Regions from separate parts of the Zea mays genome. Here region 1 is linked to region 2. Evidence: chromatin contacts called from public Hi-C data. All regions are on one chromosome and are shown on one strand. Each heading gives the region's core, a stretch centred on a gene start, on an enhancer-like site or on the middle of the called end of the contact. The rest is flanking DNA. Distances are from core to core; before and after follow the strand shown.

The links. A called contact is a pair of places that touch in the nucleus more often than the background predicts.
Region 1: a Hi-C map of root tip shows a contact between it and region 2, with 4 times the contacts expected there. The contact joins the promoter of LOC100278084 here to the promoter of LOC118476640 in region 2. A contact is called at or near these places in 16 of 25 Hi-C or Micro-C datasets (bundle sheath, ear, endosperm and 5 more) and 2 of 3 datasets of contacts at active chromatin or transcription factors (leaf and seedling).

What each region holds. Positions count from the first base shown.
Region 1 is chr3:22,624,502-22,630,722 of Zm-B73-REFERENCE-NAM-5.0, forward strand. LOC100278084 reads right to left here and starts at 4,562. Exons shown (of 1, transcript NM_001151477.2): 1 at 3,690-4,562. The coding sequence starts at 4,388. The coding sequence ends at 3,831. LOC103649848 (a long non-coding RNA gene) reads right to left here and starts at 2,099. Exons shown (of 5, transcript XR_563746.4): 1 at 1,794-2,099; 2 at 1,508-1,717; 3 at 1-41.
Region 2 is chr3:22,434,461-22,440,510 of Zm-B73-REFERENCE-NAM-5.0, forward strand. It overlaps LOC118476640 (transcription factor Maf), which reads left to right and starts at 4,276. Exons shown (of 5, transcript XM_035966163.1): 1 at 4,276-4,640; 2 at 4,718-5,485; 3 at 5,560-6,050.

The sequences.
Region 1 (6,221 bases), core at 3,312-5,811, 190 kb after region 2:
ATGTAGCCTGCGTTAAAAAAAGATTATAGACTTGCTCTTGCCTGCATAGTACACACCATGTCATGAAAAATGTTAGAAATAAAATGATTGTTCTAATATCATATTGTCAAAGCATTAAGATTCACATCATTATAAGAAAAAATAGGAATTACTATGTTGCCTAGAACTGGAACTAAGCCAATACCTAAATTACAGTAACCTGTATTGGAGTGAGTGGCTTAAAATTATAGTTGACATAAATGGAGTAGTCCTATCAGCAGCTAGCGGCATGTACTTTGTGGTATTAAAAAGAATTCACATCGAGCACATTCCACACTATTGTAATCTGAAATGCATAAAATCAATGGTCACGTGTGAGAGAAATCCGGCTTTCCAACTCAGGAGATGTTTTTTTAAATAATAAACAAAATACTGCGGCTCTCATGTCTTTAATAAAAAAGAAGAAGAGGTGGTAATAAGATAATTCGAGTAGTATTAATTCATAGGAAAGACATAAGATCATTTGGCCGGTTAAAATACCTAAAGAGATCTTGTAGGTCAGTTATATATGATCAGGACTCATGAGTATACATAAGCTAAAAAAGAACTCGCGCCTGTAGAGTCCGAATATGTTCTAATATATATTTGGTTCTATTGCAACACACAAGCATGTTTCCCAATAAAAACAAATGATTTTTAGTTAGAAAGAACGAATCACTAGGGTGAAACTGAAGGGGTGTTTAGTTCCCCTGAAGTCATGTGCGCTGCAGAACTTAAAGGCATCCTTAGTTTCTGTGTGTGTGGCAGGAATATGTCAAAAAAAGGAGAATTTATCAGGATCAATTTGGCTTATCTAAATGAGCATTCTATTGTAAGTTACGTAGTTACTCTCTCTTCTTTAAAGGGTCCACTGGGAAGTCACATGCTTTGCACAAGCCACATGTGTGCACGCTTCAGATTAATTTAGAGTCAACTATTGCAGACACTTGTCTAAATATATGCACATGGCATCAAAGGGGCACATATTGGTCTATCATTCCATCAACACAATTAAGTGAGATACGACTTTTGAAGCTAAAGCGGTGTAAATTTCTTTTAAATAAAATCTGCTCGAAAACATTGACGTAACATCATAAATCAATACATTCTATCTTTAATTTGGTTTGGTATCTAAAAATGACCCTACTCGGTGCTAAACCATAGGACCATTTTCAGTACTAGGGACCTGTATGATGCAAATATAAACCAATCTATGTAAAACATAAAAAAACCAATCCATGCAAAATATAAGAGGCACAAACTGACGCTCTAATTCTACAAGAGACTACAGTACATATCACTACCCATTTACTATACATACAGGCCAAATATTTGAGAACGGAGGTAATATCATATCATTTGGGAAATCATGCCGAGTTCATTCACCAGATGCTAAACATACAGGCCAAAACTACCATATCGAGGCTCTATCGTCAGAAATCGATATATAGTTCCCTCCATGTGAAGCTGAGAAGGCGGTGTACATTACCCTGAGACGCTCGGAGAGGACGGATGGGGTGATCTGCTTGTACTTGGGCACATCGGAGAGCAACTTGTCATAGGTGGCCTGGTCGAAGAGCACAACGTTGTTGACCTTCTCCTTTTGCTTACCCTTGCTCCACTTCTTCTTTTGCTGCTTCCCGCCTCCGGACTTGGCTGGCTTGGACGACGGCGGCGGGGCCTTATCCTTCTTCGGGGCCTAAGAGAACAACAAAAACGGTCAGCAACAGACGGTTAGGCCGCAGGTGCGTGGAGAGGAGAGGCGGCAGATGCACCATGGCAGAGGTGGTGGCGTAGGCGTGAGGCGAGCGACGAAGAGGAAGGGGCGGCGGCGGAAGTTGATGCGCGTCGGGGCGAGCAGCAGGTATATGAGTTGGAGGCTAGGGTTTTGAGCTGGTGTTACTCTCCACCGTCTGATACGATCGAAGGTCTGCGATGCCTTTTCGGTGATGTAGCAGGCGCTACGCATACATCCAGAGCAATGTAGAGAGGAGGAAAGCGAAGGAAGATGAAACATATCTGGGAGAGAAAGTGAGATGAGGTGGAAGGAGAAGTATCCCGAAGGGCAGCAGAATTCTCTCGACACTCTTCTGGATAGAGTAGACGGTTGCTTTTTATTTCCTTTTTTAATCCGCCAATACTACTGTTGCATCGGTGCATAGGAAGTGTCGATTAGAAATCGAACGGTTCACATTTTTCTGATGACGTGGACGTCCTGGTTGGCCTCGTTTCGAACCGCGTTTGTAATATAGGAAATTTGATTCTTTATTCTTAATTATATAGTGTTCTGGTTTTTCTGCATAAATAGATATTTTTAACAACACATAAAATTATGTATAGGTATGCAGTAAAACACTTTATTATCTAGAATGAGTGTGGAGTAATTGTTTCATAGATGATAGATGAAACATAAAACTGGTATTAGAGCACCTCCAAGAGATACTCTTTATTTTTTAATCTATATTTGAATATCTATTTATCTTTTTATAAAGACTACACTTTTTATATAGCATTTAACTCCAACATACTATCTATCTATTTTGGCTAGTTAGGTGACTAGTCAAGTTTGGTTAGTGAGAGAGCTAATTTGAAAGTCAGATAGCTAGTCTGTTGGAGATTTATTTTGATGTTGATTTACCAAAATTTGGCTTGACGAGTCATTTAGCTAGCCTTAGCTAGCCTCTTGCAGATGATCTTGGTGCCAAGACCATACTCAGTCTTTAAAATACTTCCCTGACATCATGAAATGAACTATAGCTTGGTAAAAGTCTTCCCAATAAACTGACGATAAGAAAATGAGGAAACGTCAGGTTCAGTTAAGACTTAGGAGTAGGGACACGGGCACACGGCAGTGCTCCACGCCACAGCTGTTCCCGGACAACGTTTCCTGTGTGCGCAGCGACTACCTCACAACAACGGCGAACGGCTAGTCCTGCGAGCCGGTGGCTCACGGTCTTTTCCCTGTTAGGGCATGTACAGTGGAGAGACACCAAAACGGTTCTCCAAGCACAGGAGACAACTAAGAGACTATATTGTACAATGGAGTGTCTATAAACGTAGTTTATTAATAAATACAGAATTAAATGTATTTATATAGCATCAGATCGATAGAACAGACGACAAATTTGTATAGTGGGAAGTGAGGCGTCTGTTGTTACTTGGTTTACGAGCCAGAGGCGTCTCTTCACGGAGAGACGGCTCTAAGATTTTTTTGCAAATAACCCCCTAAAACACCTTAAGAGCTCCCACATTAAATACCACTGTACATGCCCTTAACTTAATCTCGTTCCCAGGCAAATGTAAAACAGTTTCCTGCTCATGGTCAACCGTAGCAGCCAGAATTATTCTTCCCCGTCTAAAAGGTTGCGAAAATTCGCGGACTCTTCCAATTCCAATTTGGAGTGCTGGATCCTTGCAAGTATTTTTTCCAGATAACAATTCATGAAAACATTATTTTTTTCCTCTCAGTATAATCGCCCACCTCCATCTGTTTTTTGAAAACTTGTCGGCATCTGTCTTTTGCTTCACTGTTTATTATTTTTATTTTAATAGCTTTATGTATGTACTCGCTTCCTCTTATTTTCTTTTTCTATTAAGCGAGAGGTAGATTCCGAGGGCAAACAAAAAAAAGGGAGGCCATTTCCAGAACCTTCCGCCTATCTGAAATCTTATCTTCCCAAGTTTTGCACGGCTCTGTTTTAACCCTCCTAAGAAACTTTACATTCAGGTTAGCCAAAAGGTAAAAATAAAAACGAGAAAAAAAGATAGGGGCTAATCCCCTGGGTGCGGCCGCACGCACGGGGGACGCGTCATCAGACGGCGGGCATGGACTCGTGGCGCAGCGCCGCGAGATCCGACGGCGCGCACGCGTCGTCGCCGAACGCGAACAGGCCGGCGCCGAAGACGTCGTCGTCCCACGCGGCGGCGGCGGCGGCCGCGGCGGCAGCCTCGGGCGAGTAGCCACCGAAGCCTCCGTCGATCTCGTCGTCGAAGCCCCAGATCTGGCCGTAGAGCGCGGCGGCGGGCTCCGGCGGGCCGGCGAGGCCGGCCTCCTCCGAAGAGGCGGCGGCGGCGGATCCCGCCGGCGGCAGCCCCAGCTCGTCGTCCGAGGCCTCGAGCAGGAACCCCAGCTCCGGCTGCTGCGACGGCGCCGCCTCCGCGGCCTCGTCGAAGCTGGCTATCTCCTCCTCCAGGCTCCGCATGACGGACGCCAGGTCGCCGGCGGCCGCCGCTTCGGTGTCGTCGTCGAGCATGTCGAGCAGGTCCTGCGGCCGCAGCCTCTTGGCGTCGGCCTCCGGCCACACGGCCTCTCCGGCGGCGGCGGCGAGGTCGACCGCCTCCCGCGCCCGCTTGTGAGAAGAGGTCTCCATGGAATAAGTTGGAGGAAAGGAAGCGACTCTCTCTCTTTTCTTTCTTTTCTTGCTCCTCCTTCCTCTCGCTGTGTATAGTACACGACGTAGCAAGCAAGCCAAGGCAGGCAGCTAGCTAGGCCAGGCGAGACGAGCGCGTTAACGCGAGGGCAAAGACGGAAGAGTACAAAAAGCGAGGTGTTGTGCGCAGCGTCGCCGAGTTCGGGGCCACCTTATATAGCGTTGCACGCGGTGGGCGGCTCTGCGGACGACGTTTCTCGCAGGGGGGTTTCCGGAAAAAAGTTTGCTCGGGCGGTTTTGGTTTGGTCGCCAGTGCGGTGGTGCATCGAGGTCTATAGTTATCAGCTCAGGTACCTCCCGGAGCTGGCGGGCGGGCGGTGTAGTTTGAGAGTTTCGTCGGGTGCCAGAGGTATTGTCCACACGCTCCCGTGGCGGCCCGTTGATGCGAATAACCAGAGCAGGCACCATACCATGGACGACCGCTCGAGTAGTCGAGTCTCGTGTTCCAGGCTTCCAGCCAGCACTCTCGCCCCGCTGGCGTCAGACCTCAGAAGTGCATTTTTGTTCGGTTGCCTATTTTCTCTCGCCTGCTTTTGTGCCTTTGCTGGTAGGTGACGGCAGTGCTTGTTGAGTATAATTCTTCAAACCTGAACGTGTGGCTGCGTATAGATTCAATTGAATACAGACCGGCCCAAGTTGCAGTTATATTTCCGTTACCTATGAGTGATTTCTGATATTTTGAAACCTTGTAAGGCCTTGTTCGTTTCTATCGGATTGGTGGGTCGGAACGATTCCTGACCGGATTGGTTCTCTAATTTATATAAACTTTGATTAGCTGGAATTATTCCGGGTGCAATCCGATGGAAACGAACAAGGCCTAAATGAATTTAAAAAATGGCATGGACGGGGATGTGTGCGTGTCTGGCTGCCTGCCTGCGTGAGGCTTGCCATCCCATCTGGAAGTGCGTGGGCGTGGCCGCGTCTCCGTCCGCGCGCGCCTGCCTGCCTGCTTTTATTTGTCCACGCCCTGGACTGGATGGGTGGATTGGGGCGTGTGTGGTGGTTGAACGGCGACGGCCTGCAGCGGTCCAGTCAGTCTCCCCCCTTCGATATTTCTGGCACTGCTTTTTTTTAAAACCTTTGAAAAGCCACCTGTGTGTCTGGCTGGCTGTACTGGTCAGTGGCGATCTTTATCCCGGGCGGCGGGTCTCTTTTTAGTCAGGCCGACGAGTTGGACCCAGCTATATTTTTTAAAAAAAAGGTTTATTCTCTCCCATCTGGAAAAAGATTTCGAGGGCGTGCCTGCTCGGTGCGGACAATAATAACTGGGTGAAAAGATGTTGGTTCTGAACCTCACAGAATTTCATTATTAATTTCATTTTCTTTTTTTTGTCGCCGCATGCACTGCTACGCATATAGCACTACTCAATAACAAAATTTATAAACTAAAGAATTATATAGCTACTACTAAGGGGAAAAGTGCATATCGGTTCCATTCCTGTAAATTCTGCATTTGGGAAGGGCTGTGCCTTGAGATTCGACGCGCGCCGTACGCAATGAATGACCGCAGTTCCGGGGACCGGGAGCCAAGCCAACCCGACCCGGTCGACCCGAATGTACGGTGCGCCCAACCACCCTTTTTATTTATTTAGGGACAAAGGCCACGCTCCGAAGCAAAGCAGGCACACCAAGCATGTGACCCAACCGTCCCGAGCATCTGCGAGGCCCGGCTTCTCCCGGGGTGCGCGGCGCAAAACGGGGTGGGCCACACGAATTGACCCGGCTAGGGGCACTTTTGCGAATACATCTAAGTAACCGGGAGAGGCGCGGGAT
Region 2 (6,050 bases), core at 3,026-5,525:
AAGCTCTCCGCGAGCGCGCTGGCGTCGTCCGCTTGCTCGGGATTGGCGTGTCGCGGGGAGACGGCTCTCGTCTTCGTCTCAAGCGCGAAGTCGATACCCGGTGCGCCCCTCGTTGGGGTGCCGGGACTGTCGACTCGCTCGACAATCGACGAGGCGTTGCCTCCTGCTTGGCCTTGGTCGCCTGCCTTCCCCTCCGTCGGCGGGGGAAAGGGCAGGATGAGCTCGAAGGTTGTTCTTCCACCACGCGGGGAAGACGTCGTCGATTCCGCCGCCGGCGGGCGGGCTGTCGGCCGCCATTGTCGTTGTCGCGCGGCGGTGGAAGGAGTATCATGTCGTAGCTGCCGTCGAGGGACATGAACTCAAGACTCCTGAAATGGAGCACCGTCCCGGGTTGGAGAGGTTGCTGGAGACTGCCCATCTGGAGCTTGACGGGAAGTTGTTCGTCAACACACAGCAGGCCCCTACCTGGCGCGCCAACTGTCGACGTTTCGAGACCGGGGGGTCCCTGGGCCGACGAGTGAATGTCGTCGCGTGCTCCAGCCCAGATGGGTCGAGCGCGAGGGCGAGCGCGAAGGGGGGAGAGCGAGGCGGCCGGAGACCGGCGTGAGAGAGGTGGGAATCCCGCGGCCTTCGTGTTCGTCCCGCGCCCAGGTCGGGTGCGCTTGCAGTAGGGGGTTACAAGCGTCCACGCGGGAGAGGGAGCGAGCGGCCCCAAGCGAGCGCCTGTCTCGTCCTCGTCCCCGCGCGGCCAACCTTCTCTAAGAGGGCCCTGGTCCTTCCTTTTATAGGCGTAAGGAGGGGATCCAGGTGTACAATGGGGGGTGTAGCAGAGTGCTACGTGTCTAGCGGAGGGGAGCTAGCGCCCTAAGTACATGCCGTTGTGGCAGCCGAAGAGATTTTGGCACCCAGCTGGTGTGATGTCGTGGCCGTCGGAGGAGCGATGGAGCCTGGCGGAGGGACAGCTGTCGGAGCGGTTGAGTCCTTGCTGACGTCCTCCTGCTTCCGTAAGGGGGCCGAGAGCCGCCGTCGTCACAGAGTATGGGGGGCGCCATCATTGCCTATCTGGCGGAGCGAGCCAGATGGGACGCCGGTCTTGTTTCCTGCGGCGCGTGTCAGCTCGGGGTAGGGCGATGATGGCGCCTCCTGTCGACGTGGCTGGCCTACGCCCTGGGTTGGGCGATGTGGAAGCTCCTCCGAAGCCGAGGTCGAGTCTGTCTTCCGTGGCCGAGGTCGAGTCCGAGCCCCTGGGTCGGGCGAGGCGGAGGCCGTCGGCTGAGGCCAGGGCAGAGTCCGAGCCCTGGGGTCGGGCGAAGCGGAGTTCGTCGTCTTCTGGGGCTGAGCCAGAGTCCGAGCCCTGGGTCGGGCGGAGCGGAGTTCGCCGTCTTCCGGGACTTAGCCCGAGTCCGAGCCCTGGGTCGGGCGGAGCGGAGTTCGCCGTCTTCCGGGACTTAGCCCGAGTCCGAGCCCTGGGTCGGGCGGAGCGGAGTTCGCCGTCTTCCGGGACTTAGCCCGAGTCCGAGCCCTGGGTCGGGCGGAGCGGAGTTCGCCGTCTTCCGGGACTTAGCCCGAGTCCGAGCCCTGGGTCGGGCGAAGCGGAGCTTCCTATGGTGCCTTCGGCCGGGCCTGACTGCCTGTCAGTCTCACTCTGTCAAGTGGCACCGCAGTCGAAGTGGCGCAGGCGGTGCTGTCCTTCTGTCAGGCCGGTCAGTGGAGCGGCGAAGTGACGGCGGTCACTTTGGCTCTGCCGGCTGGGGGGCGCGCGTCAGGATAAAGGTGTCAGGCCACCTTTGCATTAAATGCTCCTGCGATTTGGTCGGTTGGTGCGGCGATTTGGTCAGGGTTGCTTCTTAGCGAAGGCAGGGCCTCGGGCGAGCCGGAAATATATCCGCCGTTGGAGGGGGGCCTCGGGCGAGACGGAAATCCTCCGGGGTCGGCTGCCCTTGTCCGAGGCTAGGCTTGGGCGAGGCGTGATCGAGTCGCTCGAATGGACTGATCCCTGACTTAGTCGCACCCATCAGGCCTTTGCAGCTTTATGCTGATGGGGGTTACCAGCTGAGAATTAGGAGCCTTGAGGGTACCCCTAATTATGGTCCCCGACATTTGTAGTTGAAAACTTTTTTATTTGAATTAATTTACTGGTTTTAAATGTGATTTTTAAATTGTCTTGTCTAGTGTTGGAAAAAAGCACTCGGCAAAGAGCTCTTTGCCGAGTGTTATATTTTTGACACTCGGCAAAAAAAGCTCTTTATCGAGTGTAAAAAAAACTATCAGTGTGTATGCAACTATGTTTTTTATGTCACTGAAATTATCTATAAAATTATCACTGTGTATCAGTGTATGCAGTTGGCTTGATGTGAGACAATAAGCTAAACCCACGGGTTTTCCATGGGTTTCCACCCAATTACGGGTTGGTTTGGGATCAATAATGTTATTGGATGGGTTGGGTTTAACTTTCTTCTAGTATTTTTGGTTAGGTGTGGGATGGATATCAAAGTAATTAGATTTGGGTATGGGTGGGAATGGATTGGATTTTTTACCATTAACAGGCCTAACCACACGACCAACCATGCATATAGTAGGGGGGTTAGCCGAGCCGAGCCGAGCCGTTCAGGCTCGCGAGCTATGACAAATTAATTAATTTACAAAATAACAATGATTATTTGATGATAAATTTGTGACAATTTATAATTTAGATTACTCGTAAATATTGAAATGATGATTTTATATTCTATATTTATATAATTTTAATTATTTTATAATATAATAATATTTATCAGTTACGGCTCGTGAGTCGAGCCACATTTTTGAGCTCGTGCAATGGACGAGCCAAGCTCGAACAGCCACCTAGCTCGTTTTCAGCCCTACTTGAGAATTCAGATCATGCATGATGGGCAGGCCGATGTCATGAATGATGCTCCCGCTAGCTAGTAACCGGAATTCAGGGACGGCGCTAGCTGCTCCCACATGCCCCCCTCCCCCCGGACCGGTACCGCTCGGTGCTCTAGCTAGCTAGCCGAGCTTGTCTTCATGCATGGGCGTTTCTTCAGAGCGCTAACGTAACAAAGATGATGGACGCACCAGCCCCTACTGGGCAACTGGCTGACATATATCAGTCACCTGAGGCTGCCGCCCTGAATTTACACCGCACACCAGCCAGTGAGAGACGATGACGACGACGACGACATCCTTTCTGAGTGCAAAATGTTGCTATATGCTAGTACGTACTACTGACATCGATCGATGCGAGGCCAAACCATTTTACATGCATGCATTACAGTTGCGGCGCGCAATAATTCGCGGCCCGTTCTCTGGTTCTGGTCCAGCGTTGCAGGAAAGCGAAGGAAGGCACGTATGAATAATAATTGAGCGCGTCCACGAGGCGGCAACTATGATGTGCCGCGCATTTTCACGACACGTCACGTTCAGAAAGACGATGAAGAGCGGCCTCTGTTACACAAGTAGCAGCTGATAATCCGTTTTGGTTTTATATATCAGAAATCCTTGCTGAGTTTCTCGATCCAGCTGGGTGCTCCTCTTGCGTTGCGTTGCAATTGCATTGTTAACCTTTTCGCATGCATGTGGAAGGAATTGAAGGGGGAATGGGTAGAGCTCCCTTGTTTCTCGTTCTTCTTGCATGCTGATGCTGCCATGCATGGCTGTATGTGTTTCGAGCGCGCATGCATGATTTGGAGGAATGTTCATGAGGAAGATTATTGAGCAGAAACATCATCGGTCACCCATGCCCCCATGTTTCCATCCATCCAGTTTGGGAGAGATAGTGACCAAAGAGGCCGCCCCCTCCCCCATCATATTCTGCTCCCAGCTACTTAACTACTCGGAGTCGGAGTCCCTGTCGACGTCTCGCCACACAGCGTAAGCAGTGGGTATATTATTATTATAATATATGGAACCAATCTGGCACAGCAATCCTCCCTCTCTTTTCTTTTCTTTTTCACATATCAAAAGATGCGAGCTCTTACGTCGATCGCCGTTGCATACTTGAAGCAGTCTGAATGTCTGATGTTGTGGTCGCTAGAAGATTTTGGATCGAATTCTTCATCCTAACGACAGCACGATTACACATACTCCCACGGCATGGCATGCATATGTACGTATGTGAGCAGAGACAGTTACTGGCTAGTCGTGGCTACACGCAGGGGCGGATTCAGGCCTGGGGCCACTAGGGCCCAGGCCCTACTCTTGGGCCGAATAATTATGTAACAGTACAGCCCAACTAATTTGGTTTAGGGTTTGGGAAGCTTGGGGCCTTACCGTTACAGGCGGCGGTGCAAGCAAGCAGCCAGGCGCGTGCCCAGGCAACGCAGCCGCCAGCCGAGCAGGAGCAGCGCGCGCCCGAGAAGCAAGCAGGAGCGGCACGCCGGCAAGCAAGCAGTTGCAGGCTTGCAGCGCGCGCGCACCCGAGCAGCGAGCGGCCAAGCGACTGGAGCGAGAAAGCTGCAAGCAGCAGGGCAGCAGGCCGCCGTCCGCTGGCTGGCTGGGCATTTGGGCAAGCAACCGAAGCAATCAGCCAAGGAGGCAATCAGGCAAGCAATTAAGCAAAGCAAGAGCGGCCAGCAAGCAGCGATTTGAGTCGCGCAACAAGCAAGCAGACCAGCGCAGGCGCAGCAAGCAGCAAGCAGGTCTGTTTTTGTTGTTTGACACTGAGAAAACATATTGTGTTTGTGTCTAATTACAGTGATTTGTGTTACAATTACAGTGTACAATATGAAGAGAGTTCGAACAATTGCATCATTTTATCAAGTCGCGTCAAATCAAGAATCGAATGAAATCATTCAAAACGTACAAATTGGGACTAATTTGGATGAAAATGAAAACAATCAAGAATCACTAGATGTTGGGACTGCACAAAATAATACGGAATCAATAGATAGTGAGATTGTTGGTGATCCTGGACTTCGAAAACCAATTGAAGAGTTAGATGTGAACATTCGAGATGTTGTTAGAAGAGAGTATTTATTGTTAGGCCCTTGTCAACCAAAAGGTCACATATTTCCCAAGAAGCGAATAGGAGATAGACAAAGAAGTTTTCAGGAATCATGGTTCAAAAAGCATGAATGGTTGGAATACAGTGTTGCTAAAGATGCGGCCTTTTGCTTTTATTGTTTCCTTTTCAAGCAACCAAGAAGGGAAAACTTTGGTGTTGAAAGCTACACTGGTGCGACAGGGTATAACAATTGGAAGAATGCGATTAAGTCATTTGATGTACATGTGGGTAACATTGATAGTGCTCATAATAAGGCTAGAAGATGTTTTGATGATTTTAAAAATCAAAGACAGAGTGTGTCACATGTAATGTCACAAGTTGTATGTTGACATCACCGGAGATTCAAAAGCAAATTTGTGAGGCTTGTGCAGAAGAGACCAAAAAAGTCATCTTAGCTGAAATTGGGGATAAGAAATTTGCTATAATCATCGATGAGGCCCGAGACACATCTATCAAGGAACAAATGGCTTTGATTTTGAGGTAAGTTATTGTTGTAATTATTAAATTTTTATAAACAGTGCTGGTAATTTTTACTGATTTACTTTCCCATGTAGATTTGTCAACAATCAAGGCCAGGTGATTGATAGATTTCTTGGAATTGAACATGTTACAGATACAAGCTCATCTTCACTTAAACAAGCTTTAGATGGTATGCTCTCTAAACATAATCTCTCTATAAAAAACTTACGTGGGCAAGGATATGATGGAGCATCAAACATGAGAGGGGAATTCCATGGGTTACAGAGAAGGATATTGGATGAGAACCCCTATGCCTTATGTCGTCTTCAACTCATGTGGAGTGCTGTCTTAGAGGTGTTAGAGAATGTATGTCAAGATGCCACTAATCTAGCACAAAGAACCACAGCGACAGGTTTATTAGAGAAAATGGAGAGCTTTGAGTTTGTTCTTGTGTTACACCTCATGATCAAAGTTTTGGGTAAGACAAATGACCTGTCACAATGCTTGCAAAAGAAAGATCAAAATATTATTCGTGCCATAGGATTGGTTGGTGTCACATTGCAAAAATTAAATGAGATAAGACACC